Regions from separate parts of the Mus musculus genome. Here region 2 is linked to region 1. The links are chromatin contacts, called in public HiChIP or PLAC-seq maps. All regions are on one chromosome and are shown on one strand. Each heading gives the region's core, a stretch centred on a gene start, on an enhancer-like site or on the middle of the called end of the contact. The rest is flanking DNA. Distances are from core to core; before and after follow the strand shown.

Region 1 (5,650 bases), core at 2,651-5,150:
ATCCTGTGTCTGATCTTCCCTGTTCCCCGCACCCCCAGAAGGCACAGAACAGCCTGTGTCTCCCACTGGGTCTGCAAGCACTGGGGAGTCACAGGGCAGTCAGCACAGCATCACAGTTCAGACCCTGAATCCATCACTTAATATCTCCTACCCTCTAGCCTCCATATCCTCACTGGGAGACTTGGGAGAACTAACAACCAGAGAATTCTCTGAGAGAGCCCTGCACACACCACACTGGTGGTATGGGTTAGTAACATGATGGTGGAGCTCACTGAAGAACTAGCTGGTTCTTTTGGGCAGGAAATGGGCTCTGGACTTGCAGGGTTAATGTGGTTGTGGAAACAGCAGAGACCTTCAGAATGGAACGTTAGCCTTTGCAAGGCTCTGGCTTGACAAGTTCCTGGACCACTCAGGGGTTAGTCATGTTCAGGACTGGCTTGTTCAGCCTGCCCCAGCCACCTTGGTCCCTTGGTTTTCCTATGAAAAAAGAAGGCTGGATAAGCATCTGTTAGACCAACAAATCAGAGAAGAGTTGACACCTGCAAGAAGCGGTTGCAGATAGAGTCCCAGCGATGTCACCAGCTCGCTGTGTGAGACCTTGAACATAATGAACTCGTTTCTCTGAGCCATGATCTCTCAGTCTGCTCCTCATGAAGTTTTTGTGAGGATTAAGCATTTAGCACTGGGTTTTAATAAACAGCAATTAGTATTACTCCACGGCTCAGATTCACCTCGTAGCAGGCCTCCTTCACCTCCTCCTGTAATTGCCACAGGGACCAGCGGGAAGGGAGTGCTTCCAGAACAGGGATTGAGTAACATTAGCCCTGCCCTGGGCTCACCAGCATCCGCAGCAACCAAGGACGGACGTCCTGGGACTTAGACTCTGGGCTCCTAAAGGGGGAGAGATGGTTAATATTTTGGCCCAGAGCCTCATTCAGAAAGTGGATGAGTTTAATTCTAGGAAAATGTAGAGTGATGTCATTCTTTCATTCCTGAGACTTCCAGGCACCTGCTCCATTCAGGAAAAAAAAAAAAAAAAAAAAAAGAAGTTTATATTGAGAAACACTTTCTCCACAGTCCTTAATCACTACCTCATTGAAGCTCACAGAGCAGAGCATCTCCAGCGAGGAAGTGTGTCAGAGTGGCAGGCGTAGTCTGAAGAGGGAGGCAGAGCATCCGGGGTGGCAAGGACACCTCTCTGACTGGGCTGGGCTGGGGATTGTCCAGACACAAGGGTGGGTCAATGAAACTTGGTCACAGACTTGAAAATAGGAAATAGTCATTGCCCTTAAAGCGACCGGAAAACACTTGTGTTAAATTCTGAGCGCGGGCTGGTGAGATGGTTCGGTGGGTGAAGGTGCATGCCTCCCAGCCTGGCGAGCTGAGTTCAATCATCAGAGTCTAAGGAGAGAGGTACGTTTACAGTTCTGTTCTCTGACCTCTACAGTGGGCTGTGGTACTCAGGTGCACATACCCATGACAATATTTCAAAGCTTGGTAAAGAAAATCTTTAAGTTCATCTATCCAAATGATCAACATGCAGATACAGTGATAACTAATAATAACTTTGTAGCTATTCTAAAGGCCACTGCAGTTTAAAAGGGTGAAATTTGAGGTCTGTGAATTGTTTATCTCAATGAGGGTTGGGATAAAAATAAGAGACATTTAGCAAAAAGTAACTTAGAGAACTCTTGCAGCTCAGTAGATGATAAACTCTACTTAAAATCGAGCAAAAGAGCCAGGCAATTGATGGTGGTTGGTGCACAGCACTTGGGAGGCAGAGCCAGGCAGATTTCTGCATTTGAGACCAGCCTGGTCTACAGTATGAGTTCCAGGTCAGTCAAGGCTACACAGAGAAACCCTGTCGAGAGAGAGAGAGAGAGAGAGAGAGAGAGAGAGAGAGAGAGACCACTCAGTGGTAAAGAGCACATGGCTGCTTTTCCAGAGGTCCTGAGTTCGATTCCCAGCAACCACAACCATCTGTAATGGGATCTGATACCCTCTTCTAGTGTGTCTGAAGACAGTTGCAGTGTATTCATATAAATAAAAAAAATCTTTTAAATGAGCAAAATATTTGAACAAGTCATTTACCCAAGCAAGTATATGAGTGACAAGCACCTGGGAAGATGCTCATTAGGGACACGAAAATTAAAATCATAAGGAGATATTGCCACCCACTCAGGAGTTCCACTATGTCGACCTCCAGAGAGTGCAATCAATTCTGGTTGTTTGAAGGTAGCCTCTACCTCTCCTCACCTGAGGTGTCCACCCACCCGCTGGGGTCAGGAGCACACTCAAGCCACCCATACACGGCAGTGTCTGATGCCAGGCAGGGCTCGGGAGGAAGGTGGGAGTAGCTAAAGCCACTCTGGGGAAGGGCAGCTACAGGCTCTTTGATTCAGTCAGGGACAGGTCTGTTTGGGGAGTGTCTGGGAGGAAGATATTTTCCCCTTGTACCCGGGGAGTGTTCTCAGCAGAGCTTGATAGGTTGTCAGAATCTATTCAAGCGGCTACAAAGACACACTGGAGACTGTAATTTAGAAACAAAACACATGTATTGCCTCTAGTTCTGAGCGCGAGCAAGTCCAAGATCAAGACACCAGCAGAATTTGAAGGCCTCATGGAGGGACGCTCTTGTCCTGTCCTCCCCCGGAAGGAGCTTCCTTAGCCTTTGTTAGAGGGATGCTACCCCGTTCAAGGGGGCAGCGCTCTCCTGTCTTCACGGCTTCCCCAAGGCTGTACCCTTCCGTGCTATCTCCCTGGGAACTGGTTCTGAGGTATAACTGAGGGAGATGTCGGTATCAGACAGGGCGGGAGACAAAGGAGGACAGTGAGGAGTGAGCAGGAAGCAGTCGGTGGAAGGCCCGGATGGCAGACACCATGCCGATGGCAGAGTTAAAATGAAGCAGCGCAGAGCCTTCAAGGGATCACTGAGCTTGAAGACAAAGCAGCAGAACCACGGGGAGTCAGAGCACAGTGCTCCCCCCACTCACCCAGTCAGAGCACAGTGCTCCCCCGACCCAGCCAGGGCACATTGCTCCCCCCCAACCCAGCCAGAGCACATTGCTGCCCCCCACAACCCAGCCAGAGCACAGTGCCCCCCCACAACCCAGCCAGAGCACAGTGCTCCCCTCCCCACAACCCAGCCAGAGCACAGTGCTCCCCCAACCCATCCAGAGGCAGAGGACACAAAGAGAGGGTACACGCGAAGACACCTGCTTCCACTTTGCAAATGGGGGCTTTAGTGCCTGGCATCCTGGCTCTTGTCCAGTGGGCCACTCCATGGCTGTGTGTCTGAAGGTCAGAGAGATCCAAGAGGGGACAAACAGTGTGCAGGTTAACGGGGGGGGGGGGTATCTGGAAGCCTCATGGATGGAGACACTGCTGAAGAGATACAGAGAGCGGGCTCAGGCTGGGGTCAGGTGCCAAGGGGGCACCTATGCAAAAGGCTTGAGAAAAGAGAATGAAAGTGAGCCACCTGTTTCCCTGCCAGCGCCTTGCTGGCTGTGACTTGAGACAGCATAAGGCAAAGAAAGGAGTGGGGGAGGGTGCTGGCCCCCAAACTGGAGAAGACAGGCCTCACAGAGGTGCCAGACAAAGGAGCCCATTCTGGGTAACCCACCAGGCTGGTGTCCTAATGGCCCAATCTGGTTTGCTTTTTTTTTTTTTTTTTTTTTTTTGCTTCTTTGTTTTTAAGATTTGGATCAAGCTCCTGTCTAGGCCTCCTTCACTCACGTTTCCAGCCCAAGCAGGTGGCATCTGAGGGTGTCCTAGGACTGAGAGAGCCACAGTCCTTTACCAGTATTACAGGCTGCTGGCAGCTGGGCTAGTAAGTGACTAACAGTGACTCCTTTGGGATTCTCTGGACCCATCCAAATCTTTTGTCTTCACCCCAGGCTTTCGCCCTCTCTCCACACAGCTGGGCCTGGACTCTGGACTCCTCCTCCCTCTCCCGGGCTGTGTCTCCCCTCTCCCGGACTGTGTCTCTGTTTTTTAAGATTGCTTGGTACTCCTCTTGAGCACCTGCCACCCCAGGCCAAGGGCTCTCTGAACCCCAATTACACGGCAGCCCACTGGAGCAGGCCTGATGTCCCAGCAGTGTACCAGTTGTCGTTTGTAAAAGACAAACTGGTGTCTTACACACACACACACACACACACACACACACACGCCTTGCTCTCTGTCTCTGAGAATGCCACACCTTGGTGGCTTCGTACCACACTCTGTGTTCCTTTCTCTCGCTCTCTCCCCAGATCCAGTCAGTCAGGGGTCCCACTGAGGACACATGCTAAATTCTTCTCAGATCTGCCTAATACTTGCCCAAGCTCAGGCCTTCTGAAAGGTTCCATAAGAGACAAGAGCTTTTTAGCTGTGCGTGACAAGCTTACTTCTTAAGCTGAAGAAAAAGACTGAGAATATTGGCTCACAGGACTTAAAGGTTGAGGGCTCCCCTCTGTTGTGGCTGGATCCAGAGATGGAGCCATGTTGAGGGAGCCCAGGCTCAGTGCTTTGCTGTTTGTTGGCAGTCAGAGTAGTGGGCTCTAAGTTCCTCATATCACGGAGAACAGGGAGAGCAGCCTTCCCTACAGATGCAAACAGCTTCATGGACTGTGACTGGCTTGCACTACTGCCCCTAGTCACCCAGGTTGCTCGGCAGGCCTGGACGTCCTCTGAAGACACCCCCCTCCCCAAGGTGTGGGGGTCTACTCCGGGCATGTGCTCAGCTCCGTGGCTTGGCATCACCTAGACCACAGGCCCTGGGTAGGCAGGAGATGGAAGACATCCATGCCTCTGTTCAGGTGGGCAAGCTGTCCCAGAAACGGATGCCAGAGGAAACAGCCAACCCTGCTTGAGTCAGGAACGAGCTAGCAGTGAACAGGAAGCTGCGAAGGTCTGCCGAGTGAGAGCACCATGGATTACAGTTTACACAACACACACAGTCATCACTAGTACCAGTCCTAAGCAGGTGTGGGAGTCACTGTGTTGTGTGCGCTATCTACTCAGTGCAGAACTTGGCTCCTGTGTGTCTGCACAGTGGGCTCTCCTGCTCAATGCCAGAAATAACCAGATCAGACCTGCCCCTGGACCCCAGGCCCCTTACTCTCCCCTGTGCACAGGGGGTGGGAGAGTTCTGAGTCACCTTAGAGTTGACTTTAGGATGGAACCCAACCCACATACTGGGCCTGGGATTCAGGCTTTTCCTGGGTCTAGGGAGCCAAGTTCTTCCTGTGAATATTAAAGGGGAGGAGAGGGGGCAGGACTCTGACATTCCGAATTCTCTCCCATGCAGACCCCATCCTGGTGAATGATTAAAGGGGTTCCCTGAGAAGCCCTTTGAATCAGCACCTCCCTCATTGCAACTCCAAGAGCCTCTGACCCGCTCCTTGATAAGTGGATTGCCTACCTAGCTAAGTGTTATCTTGCAATTTTTTTTTCTGTCAGGGACTTTCACAGTTCCTTCTGAAGCATCAGGCCTGCTCAAGGCATCAGGTGGGTAAACACTTGTCTAAACCTGATGTGTTCAAGATATCTGGCTGTCTAGTCCTTACGAAGAGAAGAAAAATGGGGACCCTGGGTTGAATGTTTGTATGGAGGACACAATTCCTGGGCGATGCCTGTGGCCGTGGCCTGAGAAGTTGACTGTCCTGGA
Region 2 (5,766 bases), core at 591-3,090, 83 kb before region 1:
GCTCTCTCTCTCACCCAAATCTCTTGTGTTTAGTGAGACTCCAGCCACAGCTGTGCAGCCTTGGTGACACAGACAAGGTCCCAGGAGGAAGCTGTACCATGATGGATGAATTCATCTCTCAGTCCCTCGGTTTCCTGACCTAGAACACAGGGCTAACATTTTGGGGCGAAGCGACTTTGAGGCACCATCAATGCCTTCCTTCTGGGACTCCAGGGAGGGCTGGGCAGCCTTCCTTCTGGAATGGCTGAGGGCTCAGATGGACAGGAGACATGTGTGGCTCAGGTCCCATGAAGTGCTAGACAGAGACCAGGCCACGCAGGGCACGACAGGCAGGCAGGACAAACCTGGAACTTGGGCCTTGGAGGCAACCTGGCTCAGTCCTCAACTTTATGAACGGAGAGACGATGCCAGAGAAGCTGGGGCCAACCTGAGGTGACATTTCTAAGGTAAGCTTAGCAAAGCAATTCCTCCCTCACAGGACCCAACACGACAGAACTAAGAGCAGCTGAAGAGATCAGGCAAGAGCACTGGGAGGTGGCTCGGCTGATAAAGCGCCTGCTGCGTAAGCAGAACGGCCTGATTCTGCTCCCCTAGAACACATATTAAAAAAACAAGCCACGTATAACCCTAGGAGGGTAAGGGAAGACAATAGAACCCAAGAGCTTACTGGCCAGCCAGCCTAGCCAAATGTATTTAACATTCAATGATAGACCCTGTGTAAGCACAGTATGCATGTATGTATGTATGTATGTATGTATGTATGTATCTATAATCCATCCATTTATCCATCCATCCATCTATCTTTCTATCTATCTCAGAATCAAAAAGGAGCCACAGAACCACAGATTCAACTCTCCATGTTCCAAAATAAACATTTTAGAGTCTCAAAACCCCAAGCTAGACTGCTCAGGCCCTCTGGGTCAGAACGTGGGACACTCGGCCATCAAAGACTCTCACAAGCAAGCTGCAGAAGCCCAGAAACTCTCGTCATGGGATCTAACCCAGGTGCCAGGAGCAGTAGGCATGGCCACCCCTCCCCCACCGCAGGCCCAGGAATCCCGTTCCCACCGCTGACATATGGCCAGTCTGCGCAGGCAAGAGGCTGAAAGCTGTCCCTTCTGAACAGGGAGGGAAGTAAGTTCTCAACGGGAGACCCCCGCTTTGTACAAATGGATTCTTCACCCTCCTTGTTCTTTGGCTCTGGTCAGAAAGATTCCCAGGGCAGTGGCAAGAAGCCAAGCGCTGCCACGAAATGACTTTAACCAGCAGACAGGCTGGTAATAGGTTTCGGTGGGAAAAAGGCAGGAGCGGGGTGATTCATTCCAACTTGCTATGTGATAAAGAAAATTAAGGCATAATACTGCGGAGGCAGTGCCCCTGTTAACCTGTGCGGAATACCAATTACTCCAAGCTTCTCAAAATCGCTAGAAATAAAAAGAAAACCCCAGAAGAGTGTGATTGTGGCCCAAGGCTCATCTGGATTAGGGCTGTTTGTTTGCCCTGGCACCCTAATGATGAGAGGGAGGGAAAATTCCCCGTTACCTTGGAGACAGCGATGCCAAAGCGGGGGTGGGAGAGGAGAGGCAAGCCCACGTGCAGCCACTGATCTGCTTGGCAAGTGCTTAGGGTAGAGGGATCCCCAGGTTCACTCAGGGAGGGCTGGGTGCAGAGGCTGCTAGGCCTCCCCTTGTCCTTCCCTCTACGGCACCTTCAGTGCTAGGTGTAGCATACGGGAGGGGCTGCAGAGAGAACATCTGGTGTATTGCATGGATGCATCACCTGTCAATTTAAAAACCTATGGCCTATAGGAAAGGGTAGAAGAGAAGGTGGGACATCCGGGAGGCAGAAAGAATTCTGGGATAGAGCCAGGCACGGGAAGATTCACAGGGGAAGATGTGACGAGGGGGACACTTGGTGCCTGAGCCCAGGTAAGCAGCCATGTGGCAGAATGGATTATTACAGTTATGATCTAGTCAGAGAAGAGCCTAGCTATATGGCCAATTTATACTTTGAGTCTGGATCTTATTTCTGAGAGCACGGGGCTGGGAGGAAGAACCAGACCTAACTCACACAAGGACCAGTTTCACTCATCCTACTCGTAGGAGAGTCTCAGGTCTGTACTGCTGGAAGCCAAGAGAATCAGGAGCAGAAGGGGGGTGCTTACTGTGTGCCAGGCACCTGCCAGGTACTGGTGAACTCTGAAGTTAGGGAAGACTTCTGGGGGAGGGGGAGGGGGGAGGGGAAGCGGCGGGGGCAGCCTCCCTGCTCACAGGCCTCTGGACCACATCTCACAACTCTCGCTCCTTATACAAGCTAAAGATACCAACTGCCTTGAGCCAGCCTGCTCCCCAGTAAACCACCCCTCTATGGCTTGCATGGAGGTGAAGCCACCTATCATGCAATCATTGCTTGCACTACAGAACAAATTCACTCCCCTCCAAGTAGCCAGTTCCTCTGGGCATGGACGTTTGGGAGAGTCTCGTCTACTGCCTGCTGTGGTCTTCCTCCTGCCAGGAGCAGGTTAGAGGTCCCAGAGCTTAAATCCTGCCTCTGCCCCTATGTGACCTCATGCAGGCTACTTGCCTGGTATATATAATGTACTCTTAGATGAGGAATGTGAGACTTGGCCCTGACCATGGAGTGATGGCCACCACACTGCTCCTTAAGGTATACAAAGCCTATTACATATAGATCCTCGCTTGACTTGGTGCTGAGAAATGAACCTAAGGCCTCACGCATGCTCTAAAACTGAACGACACTATCTATCTATCATCTATCCATTTATTTTGGAGACAGGGTAGTAGATCACTCTGTCGCTCAGGCTGGCCTTAAGCTCACTGTGTAGCCAAGGACGGTCATGAACTTCTGACCCTCCTCCTACTTTTGCTATCATGCCTGATATCATGCAGTGCTAGGGATTGAACCCTGGGCCTCGCGCATGCTAGGTTAGCACTCTTCTAACGAGCAACCTGTCCAGTCATTACTTAGTTCTTACAGCTCTCCTGAAGTTCAGAGAGGGACAAGATGGCCTACATCACACAACGAATGAGTAGACCTACTAGGTCCAGTGCTCTCCAGCAGCTCAGGGTACTTCCTCTAAGGAAGGGGCTACAGTGGGAATTCAGAGCTTGATCCTGGTCAGTCCTGTGAAATAAAGAGGAGTACTCTTTCAAGAGCCTCTCTGAGCCACCGTGAAACTCTAACAGCATAAAAGATGCCTAAGGCATAAATTACCGGACAGGGCAATAGCCTGGGGGAACAGATAAAACCACTACAGGGAGTCCAGAGACTGGGCTCCAGTCCTGTCCCTCCATCCTGGCTCTGTGCTTGGATCGGCCTGGGTTTCCCCATCTGTCAAACACAGCACAAGGATTCCTGCCTCCTTCCCAATGCCAGTGCATACCTGCCAAACCTAGCTCCATCTTGCCTTCTGCCCAGACAGTCTGTGATCACTACCTCTGCCAGGAAGGCTCAAGAGGCCGCTGGGCACACAGCCCAGCCTGTCTCATGTTGCTCTCCAGCCAGGCCTGGACCTAGACCACACACAGGGAAGTATGTTGAAATAGACATGGAGGTCCTCGGGCATGGCAGTGCACACACATGCAGATGAGCATGCATGCGCAGAGATACACTCAGCCGCTTATACTCGCATGTGTGCCCCACACACACCAAGCCACACTGTGTACACACTGCAGCACACGGGCTGCATACCCACACACGCACAGGTGGCTTCCTGTGATGCTCACACACTACAGACAAATATGCAGAGATTTGCCTGCCTCTCCTGTGACAGCCAGATGGTGGGATTCTCCCATTGGGCTACCATTTAATGCTCTAATTAATTAAAAAAAAATCCTAGGCACCCAAGACCTGGATTTGTTCCAAATGTCTCAGGCATGGCCCAGCCATAGGCCAAGGGAGGCAGCAGGACTTAGGGTGAGGGGATGCACCTAACAGGGGCCCCACCCCTTACCTTGCCAAGAAGCAGGCAAGGGCCATCTGCTGCTACAACTCAAGCTGAGGAAAGATTACACTGTAACATTCCTGGATCTTCACCTGATGGGGGGGAGGGGGCTCTGTTTCTGCTGCGGGGGGGGGGGGGGGGGGCGCAGCAGAGGTCCCTTAGATTGCACAGCAACTTGAAATGTGTTCACCAACACCGAGGTGGACTGCAGGCTTAGAGGCAGATCCAAGGCTGTCTTTGCTGAGTCCTACTGCGCATAGAGCCTGCGTGCCTCCGTGGGAGGACTCTGAAGGGGATGTGTCTGTGCATGGCAGTCTGCTGTGAGCCAGGGGTGAGGCAGAGCTGAGGCACTGAGCAGAGGGGCTGCCAAGCTCCGTGCCCTGGGCTCCTGCACTCCAGTGAGGCAGTCAGCTGGAAGCAGTCAGGTGACCTGAATCTTCCAGGGAGCCGACTCCTCACCCTCCACACTCACGTGCACGTGTGCACACACACCACCACCACCACTGCACAGGCCATGAGGATGGAGGAGGGTACGGGTGAGTGGGGAAGAGCATCGTTCACCCTACAAACCTTTCCCAACGCGGCCTTTGCTTCTGAGACTTTGGGAAACACGTAGTAAATTTACCGCCTCACTTATGAGTAATCTGCTGTCAGGAACTCTGCGTAAGTGCAGGGCTGAATAACAAGGCTTAATTAACATGAATGTTGTGACAGATCTCAACCTGAGTGGGGAAACCCCTAGATCCTGTACCCAAGCCCCTGCTAGCTCTCGCCTCTCTCCTGCTCATGTGGGAGGTGAGAGGCTCCCCAGGGGCCTCAGGGATACTGATAGGCAAAATGAAGACTGTCTCTAACACAGGATTAGGGAGGAGATTGGGGTCTTGAAGGCAGAGAGAGAGGCAAAGAGAGAGAGAGAGAGAGAAGTCCAGGATGTCAGACACCTTGAGTATCCATTTCCAACAGTGCTGTCACACAGCCCTGAGAGCCAGACGCCAGGCCCCCAATCCTCTGTCCTTTCATATGCCCTATGACCTTAGGTGAGTTTCCCCACCTTTGGGTGCCGCATAGAGTAAGGCCACTAAGTAGCCCCTGTCCACTGTGCCCATCAGTTCTCAGTCCTCTGAGGAAGTGACCACTATGGCCCTGCGCAGACAGGACACCCTGACCCTAAGGGGGAAGCTGACCCAGTCAACTCCCATGCTATGTGACTGACTATGGTACAGTGGGTCACAGTATGGCAGAGTGAAGCGCCGGGGCCATCCATAACACTCACTGAAAAGAACACCTCCAAGAATCCAAAGAGCCACAGTTTTGGGGGGAAAGGTTAGGCCCTGGGGCTGTCTTGGGTTGTGTCTAGACCTAGCAACAGTGTTTGTGGAATGACTTGGTAAAAGACATGGAAGGAAGAAGGGTTAGTGGGCATTCCACTAGGGCAGCCCCGGAGCCTGTTTCTCAGCCACTGAGGCTGAACCAAGCTGCCGCAGCGGTACCCAGAGTACTCAGCCAGTGTCAGTCAGGCTGTGGGGAGCAGACAACAGTGCCTGCAAGTCCAGGAACAAGCATGTCCCTCACTCAGGATGCACACTATCTTCCACTCCCCTCAGCTGTCCAGCTGAGCTGGCTCGAGGCAGATGCACTGTAATTTACCATTAATGACTGTCATTATTAATAATAACGACGGGGCTGGAGAGATGGTTCAGTGATTAAGAGCACTGATTGCTCTCCTAGAGGTCCTGAGCTCCATTCCCAGCAACCACATGGTGACTCACAACCATCTGTAATGAGATCCGATGCCCTCTTCT

Evidence for each region. HiChIP or PLAC-seq counts read pairs in DNA pulled down with a chosen protein or histone mark.
Region 2: an H3K4me3 HiChIP or PLAC-seq map of forebrain shows a contact between it and region 1, with 4 times the contacts expected there. The contact joins the promoter of Lrp8os2 here to the enhancer-like site in region 1. A contact is called at or near these places in 25 of 39 promoter capture datasets (the 3T3-L1 cell line, 3T3-L1-derived adipocytes, the C10 cell line and 16 more), 1 of 15 datasets of contacts at CTCF or cohesin (the NIH/3T3 cell line), 47 of 484 Hi-C or Micro-C datasets (the 3T3-L1 cell line, 3T3-L1-derived adipocytes, the 4T1 cell line and 32 more), 26 of 115 datasets of contacts at active chromatin or transcription factors (the HPC-7 cell line, PVALB interneurons, SST interneurons and 22 more) and 5 of 9 other capture datasets (adipose tissue, embryonic tail, embryonic trunk and 2 more).

Annotation. Positions count from the first base shown.
Region 1 is chr4:107,738,126-107,743,775 of GRCm38.p6, reverse strand. The region is part of intron 3 of 1700047F07Rik (a long non-coding RNA gene); the gene reads right to left. Among named protein-coding and RNA genes, the nearest start is that of Gm12907, 18 kb to the left of the region's middle. Within about 2 kb of position 3,900, at least 56 of the 459 cell types and tissues checked have an H3K27ac peak or open chromatin away from gene starts, as enhancers often do. A contact at or near this core is called in cerebral cortex, cortical neurons, differentiating embryonic stem cells and 13 more, where this site is marked.
Region 2 is chr4:107,819,096-107,824,861 of GRCm38.p6, reverse strand. Lrp8os2 (low density lipoprotein receptor-related protein 8, apolipoprotein e receptor, opposite strand 2) reads left to right here and starts at 1,840. Exons shown (of 2, transcript NR_151515.1): 1 at 1,840-1,928. All of the region lies in intron 2 of Lrp8 (low density lipoprotein receptor-related protein 8, apolipoprotein e receptor), which reads right to left.